2 separate regions of the Gasterosteus aculeatus genome follow, and region 2 is linked to region 1. Evidence: chromatin contacts called from public Hi-C data. All regions are on one chromosome and are shown on one strand. The core of a region is the stretch at or near the end of the contact, and the rest is flanking DNA. Distances in the headings are between cores, read along the strand shown.

Region 1 (6,378 bases), core at 1,967-4,466:
CCATACGCTATAGTAGCCGCTGCATGCGTGTGCGCGCGGGCCAGGACTCTTGGCAGTGATCTCAGAGCCGAGACACGGAGCCAAAAAACTTCGCTCTTCTTCCATTCGTTGTGATTTCTTATTAGAATATTTGGGAACGTGCTGCTTTGTGTTAAGAAGTTGGCTGCTTGTTACTGGAGGAAAGGTGCACTTTCTTTACAATGGCTTGCAGCAGATGATGCATGCCGTTGTAAAGATGGTACATGTCATTGTTTATTGGCTGTCCAACATTACGCCCACGGAAACGGAATCTTGACATTCAAATTTCAAGTACTTTCAAGTGATTTTGACTGCTCCCAGACAGCATCACGCATCAAAAACATTTCAGCTCATTTAGTGTTTGCACCTTAAATTGTATTTCTTCAAAGCCTTTTTTAGTCCTTCATTTATTCAAATTTTCCAAATGTCTTTTTTTAAATTCGTACCTCGTGATCCTTTCCTCTTTGTGCTGTAACTAATCCGTCCCTGGAAATCGCTGAATATTTTTCAATGCTGAACAGTCCTATTTTGCACTCTCCATGCACATGACTCATTATGCCGCCGTAATGTCCGCAGAGGTTGTTTGGTTCATCAGCATAAATGCTGTTGATTATGGATTTGTTTGAATTGTGCCTTTTTAATATGCAAAAAGGAGGCTAATGATGTGAAGATGTTCTTAGCCTGGCCTGGCCTTTAATCTCTCTCTTCATCTAATCTCCTTTCGTCAAAGCCTCCGGAGACGAGAACTGAGCATGAATAACAGCCATTTCCAACTCGTCGTAATAATTCATATCTTCATTGAATAATCACAGCCAAAGAAAAGCATTGGTTTTTGATGTTTTATTATGAATAGTCTTTAATACATTTTGTATTTTGAAAAAAAGTGTTAATATCAAACAAGCTCAAGCAGTATCAAACCGCTGATTTCATTATTAGGACGAAAATGTTTTGGTGCACCACACGGCGTACATGTGAAGTTGAGGGTATTGAACGCTTGACCATAACTGAGTTCTAAACGGATTCTCTGTCCTGAGCAGGTCCGTTTCTTCATAGAGAGACCGTATACTCAATAACTCAACCATCCAAAAACTATCAAAGCAAATATAGGAAAATGTTCACATCTACGATGACATGGTGCAGACACACACACACACACACACACACACACACACAATATTGTTCCTTTCACGAGAACACTCAGAAGGCCTGGAAGTGATCTATATAAAACACATCAAAAATCAAACTGCGGCAGCTCTTCAGATCATAAATACAGTCAGTAGTAGCGTTTTCTTTATATTTTTAACAAACACGTGCACTGCACACTATTTGTAAAAAAACAACAACACACCTTTGTTAGTAAAAACTCAGGTGTCCCTTTTCCCAAAGAACTTTTTGAAGACGGACTTGGTGCGCGGCCTCGGCAGGCTGGTGTAGCTCCTCAGAGCGGAATCCTCACAGGCATCCTGCCGCCATCCGGCGGCGGCCAGCAGCGGCGGCCCGGGGCTCTCGCTCACGGGCGCTCCGCCTGACGACTTGTCCCCGACCACAAGAGTCACGCAGTAGTTGGAGCCTCTTTCCGGGCCTCCGCCTCCCACAGTGTGCAACGTGGGTTTGATCCTCTGAAACGTCGCTGAGAAACAGAAGACGGGGCGACAGAACATCTGTTCACGGTTTCCCTCGGACGCGCCTCATTCGTTTTAACCACCGCAAACTTACCCGAGGTGAAGGAGTGGGAGCGCCGCTTGTTGCTGAGCCGGTCCTCGCTGCTGGAGACAGGGGGGGAGGAGGAGGAGGAGGAGGTGGCGTCACTGGATGCTCCAGACGGCCTGTGAGTCACCGTCAAACTGTCTTCATCATCATCATCTAGCGAGAGGCGAGAGATTATCAAAAGCAGGCGTTAAGAGCAGCAGAAGAGCAACAGATGTGAGCTCCTGTGATACTCCAGTTGTTTAATTCAATACAATAGCTCCCTCTAGTGGAACACAGCCAGTCCCCATTTTCTCGCATGATGGGAGGACGTGTGATGGACGTCTGAAACACTACATGGCTAAATTACACCCGGAACACATTTCTCAACGGTTAACTGCCGATTAAAAGAGCACTAAAATCATAAAAACCCTCTCGCATCAATAGCTGCCGTGCCAGGGCGCGTCCCTCTGACCACCAGCGGCTCGGCGCAGGCCTTTCGGCAGCAAACAATGGAGGGCGGGGCCTGTCATGCCGAGTGTGAATGTGGAGCAGATGCAGCACAGCGGACGGCCTTACCGCGGCGGCCTGCAGCCGAGGACGAGACGGTCGACCGCTCGTCCACACTCCTCAAACGAGTCTGTGGCATGTGACTGAACTCCCTGGTGAGGACAAACGTCTCCTTGGCGTGGGGGGTGCCGCCCGGCGGCTCGCGCCTGGGGAACGTGCAGGTGACGTCGCGGCGGCAGGAGCATTGGCATTTGGTGCCGTGACAGGTGGAGCAAAGGGAGGGCTTGCTGGGATGGGGGAGAGGGGGGAGTTTTAATAACATTAAATATTGAAAGCACCAAATCTGGAGTAAGCGCTGTGTCTTACGTGGAAACAGGGAGGTCCTGATCAGCGGGGACGCTCGAACACGGAGTCTCGCTCAGACCTTTCAAGAACCAAATAAAGACAAATGATTCACAACATTTCGACGCCAGTTCAGGCGTAGCAATCAATAGCCTCCAAATAACAACGCTCACCCGTGCTTGCTTGTATCTTCATCATCCATTTCTTCAGCATAAAGCGGGAGGAGGCGTTGAGCAGATACTCAGACCCGTCCCGGAGCCTGGGGGGGGGGAATGGAAAAAAAAAATGTTACATCCTCGGTCGGACACGCCATCTGCACAGCATCGTCATTATCATTAGTGGCCATTAGAGTCTCACCGGAGTCGGAAGCAGTTGGGCTTTTTGGTGTACTCCGGGGCGGGTGAACACTCGGCTCCCGCGAGGTTCAGCGGCAGGCCGCATGCGGAACTCTGCGGCGTAACACGGATTCATCACTGCTGACTTCATGCTATCCCAATTATTCATCATCTCGCTTCTCTGGGGCTCTTATTGTCGTGTTTTTTTTTTTTTTCTGCTTACCCTGAGAATTTCCTTTCTGTCCTGGTAGAAGCACAGGGTGTGTCTGTATAGAACGGCATGGTAGGAGTTCCAGCCCCTCGAGGCAGCCTGTGAAAATAAGATAAGAGTGTGTGCTGCTTACTGCGGGCTTTACGTTCGCTGACCGCGCCGGCTTACTCAGAAAGTCTTACTTTCTTTCCCCCCAGCTGCAGCTTGTGCTTCCTCTCCAGAGTGGCCTCCATAGACTGCGGCTCGGGCTTCCCACTCTGAGAGGTAAAGTGAACACTGATGTCAAGACAAAAAACACAAGCAACTCCACTCTGTGGTTCCTCATAAGAGCTAAATCTCAGAAAAGGCGTAGGAGCTTGTCTCGTTGCAGTGGCTCTTACCAGGTTGATAGGACGCCCTCTTGTGGCCAGAGAGCCTTCCTGCTTCTCCATGTCATCCAGGCTCTGCGAGGCTTTTCTTTGGCCACACACGGCATCCAAACTCATATGAACTGAGAGGAGACTCATCGATTGTTCCTGTTCGGAAAGAGGAGATGAGATAGCAGGTTCTCATGCAGGCCGTCCACATCAACAGCAGAACCGGGTAAAATGCTACGGCTCATCTACAGTATCGGGGCAATGTGTTACTATGTAGACCCAGTTTATATTCTAGAATTGATTTAATAATATTACAAGTGTTGTTACACAGAACAACGCAGTCAACACCTTTATTGTAGTGGTCGCTGTGAGCAAACAACATTTGGATCCTCATGGCTTTAAACAGAGATTTTCATTTTTTACAGTCTCTAAGGTTTTAACGTCACAGTATCTCAAACGCTGACCGTACCTTCAAAGAACCTGCATGCTCCTCCACCTCCTCCCCCACCGTTGCCTCCTCCTCTTCCTCCTCTCTGTATTGATAGATATATCTCGGATTGTCCCCCACATCTGGCAGCTTCACCGGATCCGATGCCGTCTCGTTCACAGAGACGGCGTTCTTGCCTGCGGGTTCCGTGTTCGGAAAGGCTGCCCAGGACCTCCTGTCCCCTGTGGCCAGTGGAGGGAGGCGACCTTTGGGCCTCTGCTCCTTGTCGTAACCCAGCAAGCTCTGAAGTTTGAACTCTGCCACCGGGAGGTTGGGTGCTGAGGCTGTGACCAGGTTCCTGTAGCGCTCAGCCGGGGTCTCGGGTGAAGCTGAGCGGGAGACGGGCTCCCCAGACTGGTCTGAGGGTCCGTGGTTGGGCTGGTACATGATGTCCGAGCAGACGCTGCGCCTGGAGTTGGTGGTCCGGTTCCAGATGTCCTCCAGCTCTTCCTCCTCCTCCTCAAACTGCTGCCGGTCGAGGCGGACGGGCTCCGCTTCCGGCTCCGCCGGCGGAGCCGCGGCCGTCGGGAGGGGGTCCTCCCTCGCTGCGGCGCAGTCCAGACCTGCCACCTGGAAGGACATGAGCCTCCCCACCACGCCCTTGGGCTGCGGCTTATCCGCACACAGCGCCTCGTTGCAGAGCTTGATGCTGCTGGAGGTGGAGATCCCGGAATCCACGGAGTCCTGGCGAACGCTCACCGTGGACTTCAGACTCACGACCATGTGAGAAGCCTGGCTCAGACCCTGAGGTCTGGGGCTCTGAGGTCTGGGGCTCTGAGGTCCGGGGCTCTGAGGTCTGGGGCTCTGAGGTCTGGGGCTCTGAGGTCTGGGGCTCTGAGGTCTGGGGCTCTGAGGTCTGGGGCTCTGAGGTCTGGGGCTCTGAGGCCCGGGGCTCTCGTCGCGCACAATCCGGGGCCTTGGATGTTTGTGGTACGGGTGTCCGTTTAGGTCGCGGATGAGCGTGTGGACACTTGGGCACACGTGTGACTGTGCGGCTGTATTCCCGGCATGGTTCACGTAAATGGGGCAATGGGAATGCTGGCTGTTGGCATCTCTCTCGGCCGTGCTGGTTCTGACCCCGGACGCCGTTTTGTCCGGCGCCTGTTCCGCGCACCTGCGAGGGCCGGACTGGGTTTTAGAAAGGCCGTTGCGCGGCACCCTGTGATCCTCGACGTCCTCCGAGGAGCCCGGAGGTTGTGTTCGGGGAATCTTTTCCACGTCGGGCGGATCTTTCACTGCGGCGGGAAAACTGAGCTCCGCCGAGCCGCGTGCGACGGCAGGAGTGGGCCGACTCTGTTTGAAGGAGCTCAGGGCCGTGTGTCTCTGGGAGTGGGGGTCCGGATCAGTGCCTGCTCCTATTTTGCACTCCGGTGGGGCGATGGTAATGATGTCCTGAATGCTGGGGATGAGCGTCATGTCCTTGGGCAGGTCGATGCTCAGCACGGAGCCCAGAGAGAGGAACCTGCAGTGGCTCCTCGCGTGAGTTGTGGTCGTCCCCTCGGAGACGGCATACGGAATGATGCTGTATTCTCCGGCGCATTCGGTGTCGATGTCCGTCAGCAGGGGGTTCTTCATGTAGGCCAGAGCCTCGACCGCTTCCCCACTCTCCTGGGAACTCTTCTTCCTTCTGGCCTCCTTCAGCGGCCACGTGCGCGTGTCGTACGTGATCGCCTCGCAGTCGTAACGCGGCCTCCCCCCCGGCCGCTCCTCCACCCCCATGATTTTCTGAATGGTGTGCCTGCGCGCGTCTCTCTTCCTCTTCCTCTTCTTGCCCATTCTCTTGAGGCTGCTGAAGAGGGAGCTGCCGCCGCTCCCCGCCGGGTGGCGGAAGGTCACGTTGGCCAACTGAAGCGGCGAGGGCGGCGGCGAGGAGGAGGCCGCGGAGAAAGCTGGGGAGGCCGAGGCTGCAGAGCGGCTCTTTTGGCGGGGAAAGGTGATACTCTCGTACACGGGGACCGCAGCCAGGCTGCTATCCTTGACATGCAGGTAGGTACTTACCTGGAAGAAAGAAAAGGATGTTAGCGGGGGGGCCTCTGGCGTGGCGGCGAACCGTTGAGGCTGCGCCGCAAATAGTAAACCGCAAGTTTTACGTGTTACAGACGAACGAGAGACAAAACATCAGCTTGCTTGCTTCCACGTCGCACACATCCAAGAAGATGACGGATGCAGGAAATATGCAAACCTCACACAGTATATATACATATTTATATATATATATAAATGGTTAAAAAAAATGACATGAAAATGAGATGAAAGGACAAAATAACACAGAAATGATCGCACGCTTGCAGGACTTAATTAAAGTCACATGTAGCTGAACATGCCGTCATATGCAGCTGTAATGGCTTGACCTTTCAACTCTGTGACTAATCTCTTGTTTCTGCGGAAGGCCCAGACTATAAATCATAGTGTGCAGTCTGGGGGCCTTTCTTG
Region 2 (6,893 bases), core at 3,764-6,263, 95 kb before region 1:
CAGTGTGACTAAATATGTTTGTGTCTATTCTGCCTATTTTATTTACAGCCTGCGCATACATGTGCCATTAAGATGCAGATACAAGATGCTCACGCCTCAGTTCTTCAGGGAAGTGAAGAAAAGTATTGAAACCGAGAAGAAAGTGCTGAGGAACCAAACCTGAAAGGAAGCAAGCACAGGTGAAGAAAAGGCAACAAAGACCGTTGTACTGCAATTAAGAGAAAAAAAGAAAAAAAAAAGGCTGACTGGTTTATTTTAGTTTCATCGTGCTCAGTCAGGGTTTTTGTCGCTGCGGTGGGTGCCCAGTCTTCTGGGTTCGGGGGGCAGCAGTGTTTCTGGCTGACGGGTCGGCGATGGAGGAAAGCAGATGGAGGATTATCGCTGGCCTAATTGCCTCTGCCCTGCGAACACACCCCCATCTGCTGAAACGGGATCCTCCAGGCTCTCTGCTCCTCGGCAGGAGGCAGCACTCTCCACTGCTGCCATTCTCCGGATATGACTAATGTGCCCATCTCCGACCCCCGTGACTCCCGCACAACCCAATACCTCATGATTCGGAACCGCAGCGCTGCTGGGCTCGGTGGAATAATGCTTCGTGAAATCGTAATGGAGCGCAAGACATGCAAAGTCAATATAAATATTTTAATAGTTCATATAAATTCGGCTTCTTTGCAATAAACCATGTTATCAAGACGCTGGATATCTTGGTGTTGCATTTTTTGAAGAGGAAACTTCTTTGTTTTTATTGACTTCTTGCACCGCTGGGCTGAGATATTCAGAGTGACAGACGCCCTCCACTAGAACTGCCACAACATATCAACATACTAACAAAGTGCTGCTTGTCTTTCACCACACAGTCCAGTACACTGTATTTTGGTAAAAACACTGACCCCAATCTGTCCCGAGATTTCGCCAAGAACTTGAACACCACTCTCATGTCTGCAGGTCACGTATAAAGCTGCTGCCAATTACCTTAGCATCAGGACTGGAAACGGGGAAAAAGCTAACCCGACGCTGTCCAAGTTGCACCTACGAGCACAAATCTCACTACAGGACACATCGCCTTTGTTCTGCTGGTTTAATCCCTGCAGAAGAAAGTGCATTTCCTTTTGAGATTTTGTTATTTCAGGCAACCTTAATAACATCTGGCCGGGGACAGCAGATGGGAATTAGCCTCTCCGGCTTACTCTGGATCACTTACAGTACAAATGTTGATTGGTGTGCATTGTCCCTGCAAAATAAATGAATGAATGAATGAGCAGGACAATATCTTGTCTGAGTTGATTTACTTCTTGGAATCTCAGCGGGAAACTTAAAGCAAGTAGCTGTGAATCTCACAAAAAAAGTCAAACTGTTAACTTAAATACGTCGTGTTAAGCTGAAATTGTCGTCAGAATGAAACGACGTGCTGAGAGCAGAAGAGAGTGGCGAGCGTCTCCTCCATCTCTCAGCTGGATGGATTCCAGGCATGCGGGTGGTGCTTTTTAAAATTGCTACACAAACAGCAGCCATAGTCCATCATGAACAAAAGGCTGTGTTGGATGCATGAAAATGAGTGCATGGCATTTTTTCTACTTTATTTTGAAAAATCTGAATCTGAAGCAGGTTACTAACTCAAGCGGAGAATCAAGGTGTGAGCGGAGGAGATTGCTGCAATATGCTTTCAAAAAAAATGGAATCGACATTTAGAGGAGCTTCAAAGTGAGCGCCACACGTGAACCATGGACACCAAGTTCTCTGCCGTGTGTGTGTGTGTGTGTGTGTGTGTGTGTGTGCGTGTGTGTGCGCGTACGCGACAATGACGTCTTTCATCAGTAAGGAGCCTGCTGAGCAAATCTTGGGCTTTTGTCTCTCCATTTGTGTATATGCTCATAACAGGGAAATTATTATCAAAAAAAACATTTGAGAAACATATGGTGCTCCAATTTTGCTACAGATACCTCCCGCTCTCGTCCCGTATGGTGATTCGCCTGAAGGGCTTATCAGTGGCCACACTATTGTCCTGTGAAAACTGCTGAAGGCATCTGATTTAGAGGTGATTAGAGGAGCCCAGGGAGAGGGGGGATTGCACGTTGTTCTGCCCCGTGGAGATACAGGTTTCATCGGGGGGGAAAAATACGCTCACTGGAGGATTAGGAGCCACATTTCATTCAGTTTGACAATAAGGCAACTGCCCTAAAGCACAGCGAGGTCCAAAATCTAAATCACAGAGGCCATTTTAAATGATCTGCCATATACACCAATCAAGGGTACATTAGTCTTAACTGTGCCGTTGCTCCATTTTGGACAGTAGAGTTCCTCGGGGGGCACAGAGGGGTTCATGAGCTCATGGACTGCAGCACAATGGACCACTTCACTAAAAGGCCGAGGCACAAAGACGCGCTTGCATGTGGATGCCGACCGACGAGGGAGTTGAAAGGATCCTTCTGCGACACACTTGTAGCCCCGCAGTCCTCCTGCTGCATTAGGCCAAAACCGTACGAGGACGGCCAGACGCCGACTGACCTATATACAAGAACCATTATTACCTGAGTAAACACCAGGACGGGTATTAATCAGGCCTTGTGAAGCGAATGAGATCTGCTCCCCGATACACTGATTGCATCCGAGTGCGTCGGATGACAGCGGTGAAGCCCGGGGGAGGAACATGTGAATGAAATAGGGCCGGATCGTCCATGCGAGCCCCACATGTGATGCTCATTTTTGAGGCCTGGTGACCGTGACAACTTGTCAACCAGCTCCGTACGTGGCGTCAGCCCAAGGTGCTTACATGATACAAGCCATCCGCAACCCCCTACACGGGGCCCCTTCCTGTGGGCACTTACGAAGTCTTTGGTTACAACTAGTATAAACTAGTGATTTACTGAACGGGGTTCCTCGATTTTAAACATGGAGCTGTCCAATCAGAAGCAATTAACTATGTAAACGGGAAGTTGGGGTAAAACAAATAGCTTTAGGCAGTTTTTAAATAATCATATTTTTTCCCGAGCACAGCAGGAAACATTTTTCATTCAAACATTGTGGAAACGCAGATAAAAAGAAGAATTTTAAGACGGCCGAAATAGAAAGCTGAAATACCCGTTGCATATATTAGAGCGCACACGAGGTGACCTTCAAGGGAATCGGTTTGGGGGTTGAAAATATAGCCAGCAAAGCCGATATTATTAACGTGATGCATATCACTTGGTCACACACATAGAAATATAAAATGATGCTGACCTAGCATAGTGCTCTTTTGGGGTAACTATTTGTCATTTTAGGAAGTTTTAGTTTTTTGTTGGGTGGCAGGTGAGAATTTTAATATTGGGAAACAGTTTTCCGCATGTTGACTAATAATTGATCCAAAGGGGTGCAGATGGAGATTGTTTTTTTAAACAAATGACACGAGTGGCCAACGTATAAACCCACTTTCTGACATTTGGGTGACTACCCAGCGCAGTGCCAAACATTGCTTTCATTTGGCTGTGACAGCATCGCCTAACCCCCCCCCCCCCCAAAAAACCTACCTGCTCATCATATTTCTGTCTTTGAGTTTCTTCCCTCACTTGAGCTCCGCTGGCTGCGGCTCATTTGGCAGCCCGGACCGTAGGCGTCATCACGGAGGAAGCTGCTGGACTCGGACACTCGCCCGCTAATCTCCGCGCGTCCGCCGCGCCAACAAGAGACGGGCCAAGGTCACTGTGACGGCGCTGCGCTGGGCGCGGGCCAAAGGCTGCGCTTCATGACACAGCGGGGTTATGAAAGGGAGATGAAAAGGATTTGTCAATCTGAACTGTCACTGTTGTCCCCCGGGGGCTTAGTGTCGCGCGCGGTTAACACAATGCATTACACCACGGACCCACAAAACAACGACCACAGACGTCGCACGGTAAGACCAGACGGGCCGCGTTAATCAAGTGGAAAGGCTCGCGTGGTGAATTTGAAAAGTAGAATGTGAGGGACAGATCGATAGGGCTCTGCCCAGAAAGAATTGGATTCCATTAATAACGAAAGACAAGCCCTCAGCATAGAGTTTAATCAATAAAGCCATTTAACAAATACACATTCAATATAGAGGACGAGGTATCGTCCATCAGGGCGGCACTTCAAGTAATGGACTACAATACAAATCATAATAAAGAAAAGAAAAACTGCAATTAAAGGGAACTTAAAAACTCGTCAAATATTCTTTATTTGAATTGGCTTGTCGTGCCTTTTCTTCTTAAATACAATACGAGTCCACACAGTTAAATGGTGACTAACAGACAGACAACCTTCAGAAAGAGCCGCTGAGAACTGACAGACGGCGCCACAAAGTCACGTTTCACGAGGGCGATTATTAAACAAGGTCTTCTTGTCCAGTAAGACAGAACCAGCAGCACAAACCAGTCAGTCAGACTGGGACGGTCCGCGCCAGAAGGGGTCAGTCTGCCACCACCGCTGTGCGGTTCCTGCCCGCTTTGTGTGGCCCGACGCCGCAACAATAACCCGCTCAAAGTCACGCGGGTTCACACGAGCACGCGGTGGGCTTTCTTCTGCTGTGCGACTAAACGAGGTTCCTGGAAATCCGTTAAGCCTGGCGTGCGAATGACTTTGCCCAAAATGACAGTTGCACATTTTCAAAACATCTGTCCAGATGTTTAACCAAGGCATACAGTAGAGCTCTTTAATCCCACAGGTATCAGCAGCAGAGCTGAAACACCATATGTTTTATCCCCCAAGTCCTTGTGATATCAGTTTTTCATACGCGTTTCCCTCCTTTTGCGCACACGCACACACACGCACGCAGTCTCTCAAGCACAAAAGCACTCACTCGCTGATATTCCAATCATTTCTCTTCCGATTGCTCTGCACTTGGCTGCACCTGCTCCATCGTCCTCTCTGTATTTCCTACCTGGGGGGAAGGTGAGCGGCGAGGCTCGGGCGGAGAAGAGGGCTCCGATTTGTATTAATTTGCGGACGATCTCTGGGGAGCGAGCGAGAGCGGGAGAGAGGGGGACAGAGAGCATCCGTGTGCCTCCCCCCAGTACCACTCCATCTATACAGAAACAGGAACCGTCCAATCAATCCAGCTCTCTCCCCAAAGGCGTGTCCAATCAGCCCAGGACCTGACGCAGAAATTAATCACTTCACCATCTCTGACAATGGATGGCGCCGAGCAGCGCGTTCTCACAGGAAGGACATGAGGAGCATTCACCCACACACCCACACACACACACACACACACACACACACACACTCCATCAGAGACACACACCACCTACACGGTTGTGGAGGTTTTTAAATTCCATTTCAATTTAAGTGTCTTACAACTTGTAATTTGTCCTTTAGCAATGTCCATATTGTGACATGGGAAAGTGATGGCATTTTCTAAACGTAGACTGTTTTAACTTTATCCACTTATTACAGCGTTAATATGCACATTGCTGCCGATTACTTCTCAAAGATTGTGTAAATGTTATCTGAATGCGTCCGCCCTAGTATTTGGTAAAAGTTCTTTTGATATTTGGTTCCCTTCATATAGCCCAGCTCTACCATGGGCACTTCCTCTGTTAAAATATTGGTACTTAAATGTAGTTAAATCTCAGAGAGACCTCGCTACTAAGAAACTTAAAAGAAAACGATAATCAGATGAGATGATGGCGTCAAATCAACAGTTATTTCAGATGATCTAAAGACTTCATTCTAATATCAGTGAAAGCTCCCTTGATAAAATGTCCAAATAGCACCCAACAAAGTACAGCTGCCACAGAGATCGATAACACGTAGATTTACAAGATGAAAAAAAAAAACCTCACTAAAGTGTTTTTGCCATTTTACCTCCATAAAGACGGATCTTCAAAGAACCTTTGATCACAGTATGGTCTTTCCAACCGGGAGACGGGGTAAAGGGTAGTGTTACTAACGCAACACTCCTCCCCACCTCTGCAAACAAACACACAGCAGCCATCAATGACCATTCCCTACATTATTGCAGTGCCATGTGTTGCCCTGCTTAGGACCAAAAGGTAATTGTGCTCGGGAAGCTTAAAAGGGTAATTGCGCGCGGTGTGCAGGGAGTCCACAGACGGCCCCACAGGCTCCAGAGAGGGGGGTGATCTTTGAGGCTGCTTCAGATCTCCTCTTCATCTCAGACTCAGACCCCCTTGCCGTCAACTGGCAGTGTGTGAATCTGGAAGTTGACCTGCCCCAAATCCTCCTGATGCCCTTTGGTGGTGAAGGAGGATCTTCCTGCAAGATCTCCACTTCTAAATGGGAACCTCGTCTATCTCCTGGATAGGAGTGAGGCCGCGGGCCCTCGACATAACTCAGCTAGCAAGCTCGATGACATCAGCTCCGCACTCGAGATGAAGGCCTGTAGAGACGCGGCAGCTAAATCGGTCCCCGTGAGGGATTAGCCTTCTGACAGCGGCCCTCAGCAGCACCTTCTCAGCACCCACATGGAGGTGGAACCTGGGCGAAGGTGTCCCTGTCCAGAACGCCAGCGGCATGCTGTTCCTGGCGTTTTCGACCCCCATGCATGCAGAAGTCCACGGCCCGCATTCATTTTAGTCCAACTGTGTAATGCGTTGCTGCTGCGGACTGACGCGCTGATTATAACCACAGCCTCTGTGTGGGTGGACAGGAGACCTTCTGATGTGGAATAACTGCCTTCCTACCTGCCGCCTGTTCTCTGGCACCTCGTGATGTTTTGGAAAATGTGCATCAGCACAGGATCCTTTTGAGCGAAGCCATTTAACTACCACACTCAGTACTTTACAAAGTTGTATAAAATATTAATGACAGATGGCTTCTAAAAAGGGAAATTTTCTAGAAATTGCATTTTGGCCGAAACAAGCGCTGGGTGTAGATGGAAATTGGAAGTGCATCGCCTTTAAATTAACCACCAAAAGCTTTATAAAAAGGTGCTCCAT

Evidence for each region. A called contact is a pair of places that touch in the nucleus more often than the background predicts.
Region 2: a Hi-C map of skeletal muscle shows a contact between it and region 1, with 4 times the contacts expected there. The contact joins two enhancer-like sites. A contact is called at or near these places in 2 of 6 Hi-C or Micro-C datasets (skeletal muscle and tail fin).

Annotation. Positions count from the first base shown.
Region 1 is chr6:7,240,914-7,247,291 of fGasAcu3.hap1.1, reverse strand. It overlaps mymx (myomixer), which reads right to left. Exons shown (of 34, transcript XM_078104021.1): 25 at 3,928-5,943; 26 at 3,483-3,617; 27 at 3,285-3,359; 28 at 3,115-3,201; 29 at 2,914-3,005; 30 at 2,730-2,815; 31 at 2,581-2,638; 32 at 2,284-2,501; 33 at 1,735-1,881; 34 at 844-1,648. The coding sequence ends at 1,383. Among protein-coding and RNA genes, the nearest start is that of ntpcr, 9.2 kb to the left of the region's middle. Within about 2 kb of position 3,216, at least 1 of the 9 cell types and tissues checked has open chromatin away from gene starts, as enhancers often do.
Region 2 is chr6:7,337,616-7,344,508 of fGasAcu3.hap1.1, reverse strand. No RefSeq gene overlaps it. Among protein-coding and RNA genes, the nearest start is that of LOC144409423, 51 kb to the left of the region's middle. Within about 2 kb of position 5,013, at least 2 of the 9 cell types and tissues checked have open chromatin away from gene starts, as enhancers often do.